Linked DNA regions of Gossypium hirsutum: region 1 is linked to region 2. Evidence: chromatin contacts called from public Hi-C data. All regions are on one chromosome and are shown on one strand. Each heading gives the region's core, a stretch centred on a gene start, on an enhancer-like site or on the middle of the called end of the contact. The rest is flanking DNA. Distances are from core to core; before and after follow the strand shown. Region 1 has its middle 12 kb from the start of LOC107908528. Region 2 holds the start of LOC107912447 (translationally-controlled tumor protein homolog).

Region 1 (3,448 bases), core at 633-3,132, 130 kb before region 2:
TCATTTGAATATATGTATGTTATTTTATAAAAAGTAGATGAATAAAAAAGTAGATATTGTTTAACAAGTAAATAGTTACTTTTTGTATAATTGGAAATATTCAAATATTTTTAATATTCCATTCACTTAATTGAGATCATATTGATTATTGACAATAAGTATTTGGAAGAAGTTGAAGAGGATTTCTTTTTCAAGCATTTAGATTATGTACCACCCCAAACCAGTCCTAGATGTTATGGCCGAATCTAGAGTAGTTACGTAAAATGGATTCAAATCTAGCTTTCGTTTATCTTAAAAAAAAACACGTCTTGTTTGAAAACATGTTTGTCATACTTATTTAGTTAAAACCGTTGTTTGTTCACATTTTCTAAATAAATTGAATATTTTGCAGCGAAAATTCTTAGTACATTATATTTTGGAAAACCGAGTTTGTTTTCTCGAAAACAGTTGATTGCAGAAAAATAGTCGTTTTCGTAAAGTCGTTTTATTGAGGGTCATGCCAAAAAAATCTAAAATAAAAGTCCAAAACAAAAATAATCCCAAATCTCCAGAGAGTCCAAAATTTACAAAACTCTCAAATCAGAATTTTGAATAAAGGAAATTTAAGTAAAACGAGTTTACGGAAATGTGGACACAACTGAAATTATCTTATACATGTCCCACCCCATAATCAGATATAAACGGAAATCACAGATGTCAGAATTTACATATTATACATGCTCATATAACAAATGTAGAACATGCTTTATAACAACTCATACATATCGCATCATAATACCTGAACCTTATACATATTATACACGTCTTTACGTCAAGTTTCATACTAATAGATTAACAAAATTCATGTTTTATAGCTTATATAATCACATATCGACCCCACGAAAGGCCCACAGTCGATCGGGATGATGTGTATGGCCCAAGGAGAAAGTTTTGAATTTTGGGCCCACACGCCTGTGTGCCCCACACGACCCAAATTACCTTACCTGTATGGCCCACACGACCCACACATGCCTGTGTGGTCCACACGACCCAAAATAGCCTAGACCGTGTGTCACACATGGCAGTGTGGCATTGACAGGCCCCAATTTTGGCTTTCGCCATTTGCTATTTTTCAAGTTTCTCGTTACACAGTTAGTATGATTTTAAAGTAACTTAGAATATGAGAATCCCAATACCTAAAAACACCAAACTTCAGTGAATTAAACCAAAAGAACACTCCATTTATGAAATTGAAATCCTCGATATTCCTAACATACTGAACATTCAAACAACCGCAACTATACTAAATTGGTAAAATCACTTACCCAACGTCCGCAGCAATTCCTAATGCAATTAAATCGCTGAAAGACAAACCCGAGCCTCTTGATCTTCCCCTATTTGAGCATTAAAACAAATAACACCATCAAAAGAAATCTTTCTATTACAAGAATAATGAAAACCCCAAATTGTTCACCAACCATAAAAACAATAGAACTACACTTACCCCAATAACTTACCGAATCGAACCACAACTAGAAATTGGCTAAACAATAGATGATGAACGAAACAACAATGCCAATTGTGAAACAAGTAGTAACACTTGAATTTGATTTGGAACAAAAGAATAGGGAGAAAAAATGAACGTCGAAATGAAGAGGGGATTTGGGGAACTAAACAAAATTAAAATTAAAAATCAAAACTCCCCTGGTACATTGATCCTTATCCAACTACCACAGTTAGAATTTCAATTCCACCAAACCTCTACTACACAACCGGCACGCACACACAGAAACAAAAATTCTTTACATTCACTCACATGAGGATTCAAACACAGGGCCTTAAGGCAAGCTAACACTTACCACTTGAACCAACAAGCTCATTCTAATATGAGTTGATCGAAAATGTAATATAAATCAAACAATTAAGGATAAGGCTAGGAACTAAAAACAATTGAATTTTCCCAAAATCAAATTTGAACCCATGACCTCAACTCACACCCAAATCATTTAACCACTAAAGCAAATACTTATCTATAAAAAAAATTAACAAATCAAAACTCAAAACTTTTGGGATGTTACAGATTAAGTTTGAATTCTGGAGTCAACATTGTTGAGAGGGCTTTATTTGAATACCACTCCCGATTTAAACAAAACTATGCTCAGATCATAAAACAAATAAAGACACTTATAGTTATACGGAAAAAAAAAAGATCTCAATATCAATTTAATGAAACTTTTTATTATATTATAAATAAATACAAATATAGTATAGATGTAGATGTAGATCATTAAACTGTATTAAAATTTAGATAAAAGTACCATATAGTCCCAGTATTATATATCAGATTGCTTTTCGATCCACTTACTAAAAAATGGATAAATGATCTTTGTACGTAGATAAATAAGCAAAATAGTCCCTCCATCAAAGTTGCCCTAGTTAAATATCGATTTTATCATTTTATATATTAAGTATAATAATAAATTTAATTCTCAATCTTTACACATTTATTCAACATGACCTCTACTCTTTGATTTGGAGCAAAATGCCCTCAACCTTTAGTTGTTGAATTTTATCTTATAGGCCACCCTTCAATAAGTAATTTTAAAATTATAAAAAAAATAAACAATCATAAATAAAGTTTGTAAATTCAGAAATCATGAAAAAAAATATTAGAAGTTAAAGAAAGATATAAAAATTCAATAAAATTGTAAAAGTTTTTTAATATTCAATAAAAAATTCTGAAATTTTAAAAATAAATAGAAATGTAAAAGAATGTTATTTTTTTTAAAAAGTTCAAAGAAAATTTTTTTTTAAATCCAAAACTTAAGAAAAGACATTTTAAAAATATTCAAAATTCAAAACTCTCAACTTTATGATTTGAGAATACATAAAATAAAATAGCTAATTGCAGTTTTAGGATAATTCACTTTCTTTATAAGGAACATTAATCAATGGATTATACCCAAAACTATTAACGCTCTATTCCATTGTACATACAAAGAGAGTGGGCATAAAAATTGATTAATTGGATCATACTCTCCATCTAGTTTGTTTAAATAAGTTTTCTATATTACTTCGTTCCCATTCAATTGGTTTTGTAAATAATTTTAAGTAAACTAGAATATGGGATTTTCGGTCTAAATTAACTTAATTGTTTTTCTACTTTTACGTTGTATTACTTCAACATTATGATTACCAAATCCATTTTGGTTTTAAAGCTATTACATAAGTATTTTTATCTGGTTTTAAGATAACAGAATGACTTTTTGTTTTGAGCCATCTTGGTGGCTAATGCGACCTCCAGAATATGGTCGAAACTTCTAGGCTGGGTTTTGGGGTGTTACACTTCAAATAAAAAATCATTGAGGATAAATCTAATCTTTAACACATAAGAATTTTTACTTTTGAGCAATATCGTGTTGATAACGTATTATAAAACTAAAAGAAGAATACAAAAAATTAAGAGAAA
Region 2 (3,331 bases), core at 38-2,537:
TAGGATTCTGTATAGATGAAGCCCAAGGTGCTTTTATCCCTGGCAGGCAAATCCCTGATAATACCCTTATTGCTTATGAGGTTATTCATTCTCTAAAAATGAAGAAAAAAGGTAAACAAGGGAATTTTGCCCTTAAGCTTGACCTTAGCAAGGCCTATGATCGGGGTGGAGTGAGACTTTCTGGCCGGAATGTTATCTAGGTTGGGTTTCCATCAGGATTGGTTAACCCTTGTTATGCGTTGTGTCTGCTCGGTCAATTATACGGTAGGCATTAAAGGCGAAGCTAGTGAGAGTTTTAGCCCAACTAAAGGACTAAGGCAAGGGGACCCCCTTAGTCCCTATCTTTTTCTTCTATGTGCAGAAGGGCTCTCTTGTTTGTTGAAGGAGGCGAAGATTAAAAAGGAACTAAAGGGTGTTCCGATTGGGAGGGAAAAATTTTCGACATCTCACTTGTTGTTTACAGATGATTGCATCATTTTTGGTGATGCCACGATCGAGGGTGCTTGTTCAGTCTGTAATATCTTAAAAGAGTATAAGTTAGTCTCAGGGCAAAAATTAATTTGGGAAAATCATTAATTTATTTTGGTGCGAATGTGGGAGAGGAACTCCATGCCGTGATTTGTGGTACTTTAGGAGTTAGATGGGTTTCGAATCCGGATAAGTACTTGGGCCTTCCAATGCTGGTGGGGAGGAAAAAGAAATAGACTTTCTCCAATTTTGTAGACAGGTTTCGGAAGCGTATTGCGGGCTGGAGTATTAGGTATCTATCGATGGGTGGGAAAGAAGTATTATTAAAGCGGTTCTACAAGCGCTTCCGGTTTACGTAATGCAATGTTTTGAGTTACCTAAAACTTTTTGTCATCAGCTTGAAAGACTTTTAAATAAGTTTCGGTGGGTCAATAATAAGACTTCTAAAGGTATTCATTGGAGTACGTGGGGTGCACTTTACTCACCTAAGGTTTATGGTGGGATGGGTTTCTGAGATCTTTATCTGTTTAAAAAAGCCCTTTTAGCTAAGCAAGTTTGGCGAATTTTTTCTCAGCCCGATTGTCTGTTGTCAAGAGTTTTTAAAGCCTGTTATTTTCCTTTTCTGATATTTTTTCAACTAAAGTGGGGTCTTACCCTTCACTTACCTGGAGAAGTATTTGTAGTGCCAGGGATGTGTTTGACGATGGTTTACTGTGGAAAATAGGCAGCGGTGCTAGGGTGAACATATGGAATGATCCCTGGATACCGGGGCCTGGGAATGGTAGACTGTTAGTTCAATCTATAGATACTCAATGGACCATGGTGGATCAACTTTTAGATGAAGAGACTCGTACCTCGAAAAATGAGGTCCTTAATCGACTCTTTGGTGTTGAACATGCAAAGCGTATTATGACTATCCCCATTGCCGGATGTGGGTCTCCTGACTTGCAAGTTTGGCGGCATGACGCCTCTGGGGATTATTCAGTTAAGAGTGGATACAGGTTTTTGATTACAAGTATGACAAAGCAAACAGTATTTGAGAGTTACAGTAAAATGTATACATTAATTTGGGATCTTCAGATCCCTGCTAAAATTAAGATCCATCTCTGGCGTCTTCTTAAAGACTATGTGCCTCATTTCATGAATTTGGTGAAAAGGAGGTTGCGGGTCGATTCGGTGTGCCCTCTGTGCAAGTCAGAGCCGGAGGACTCCCACCATTTATTATGGTACTGTAATGTCTTGAGGCAGCTGTGGTCTCTTTTAAAGCTCTCAATGGATTTCAGTGTTTTTACCTCGGAAGGAACAACAAATTTTGTCAGTGCCTTTCTAGCAATGAATATGAATGAAAAGAAACTTAGTACTATCTCTTTATGGGCTCTCTGGTACAAAAGAAATAAACTAGTCAATGAGGGGTTAAACTTTGAGCTCCATGATCTGGTTAGTTTTATTCAGAGCTACTATCAGGACTTAAGTTTTGCTAAAGCTAAAAACTTGACTGTTAGTATGAAAAGGAATGCTCTGTGGAGACCTCCTATGCCCGGGGTTATTAAGCTGAATTTTGATGCCTCCTTCGCAAGTATTTCTAATCTTTCTGTTTCAGCGGTACTAGCTAGGGATTCTGAGGGTCTAATCATAGGTGCATGTACGTACCCGATGGTGGACATCGTAGATGCTTTTGTGGCTGAGGCGAGAGCGTGTGAGAGGGCTGTCTATTTTGCCCTGGATATGGGTTTTAGGAAGGTAGTCTTAGAGGGCGACTCGCTAATTGTTATTAAGAAACTAGTCTCAAATGATACCGATAGATCTGTTCTCTGTCATATCTCACACCATATTCAAGGGTTGGCAGGAGCTTTTGAAGAGATCACTTACAATTTTATTCCCAGGGAGGCAAATAGAGCGGCGCATGAGCTGGCGATGGTAGGCCGGAAACAGAAATTGCCTTGCTTTTGGGTTGAAGAGGCACCAGCAAAGGTTATTGAGGTAGCGGAGTTGGATCGCCATGAATGGTCTTGTCAGGACAGATCTGGGAGTGGGCTTTGAGGTTTGGAGAAGGTTCTAAGAATCTCCTGTTTGCACTCAAAGCTATTAGTTTTCCGACCTTTGGAGATTTAGTTGCTGATTTTCTCGGAAATTTGCTAGCATTCTTTTGGGCTTTTGTTTCGTTTTCTGGTTTTAGTTGTTTTGCTTTGTTTTTGACGATATGTCTTCTGTTTGCTGTCGTTTGGATTTTTGTTGGGTTTTATGAATGCCAACTTTATTACAAAAAAAAATTCATAACCAACTAAATGTAACAATTTGGGCCGAAAACGAGAAAATCCCTATCCCAGTATAGCACACACTTGTTCCTATTCCCAAACAAAGATAAAACCAAGATATTCGCTTTAGCTTTAACCTTAAGCTCAAACCTCCACCGAAACCCTCGCTTATAAATACCATTCGTCCGATCTTTTTAAACCCCTCTCTCGCTCTCTCTCGCCGCCGCCTGCGTCTCTCTCTTCATCTCTCTGAACCAAAAAGTCTTTAGCTTTTCGCTTCGAGAGAGACCATGTTGGTTTACCAGGATCTCATCTCCGGTATTAACTCTTTTGCTTCTTTTTTTTACCCAACATTCTCTCTGATCTTGATTTGTGTTTTCATCGATTTGTATCGCTTTTCGTTTAGTTTTATAGCTTTTGTGGTTTTTATTAGATCTGTGTTTACTAATCCATGTTTAGGTTTTTTTTTTGGTTTAGTTTTAATCGATAAATAAGTAGAGATCCCAACAAAACTCAACTTCAAAACAGATTTTAGCTATTGGTTCTATTAAATTTTAGTGAGCTTGGGTGTTTAAAAAACTGGAAGAAGAACGGATCTTTTTTATTGC

What was found. Hi-C and Micro-C count contacts between places; a contact is called where the count stands out from the background.
Region 1: a Hi-C map of leaf shows a contact between it and region 2, with 3 times the contacts expected there. The contact joins the enhancer-like site here to the promoter of LOC107912447 in region 2. A contact is called at or near these places in 3 of 34 Hi-C or Micro-C datasets (anther and leaf).

The regions. Positions count from the first base shown.
Region 1 is chrD02:7,391,970-7,395,417 of Gossypium_hirsutum_v2.1, reverse strand. No RefSeq gene overlaps it. Among protein-coding and RNA genes, the nearest start is that of LOC107908528, 12 kb to the left of the region's middle. Within about 2 kb of position 1,882, at least 1 of the 9 cell types and tissues checked has an H3K27ac peak or open chromatin away from gene starts, as enhancers often do.
Region 2 is chrD02:7,259,997-7,263,327 of Gossypium_hirsutum_v2.1, reverse strand. It overlaps LOC107912447 (translationally-controlled tumor protein homolog), which reads left to right and starts at 1,287. Exons shown (of 5, transcript XM_016840630.2): 1 at 1,287-3,041. The coding sequence starts at 3,014.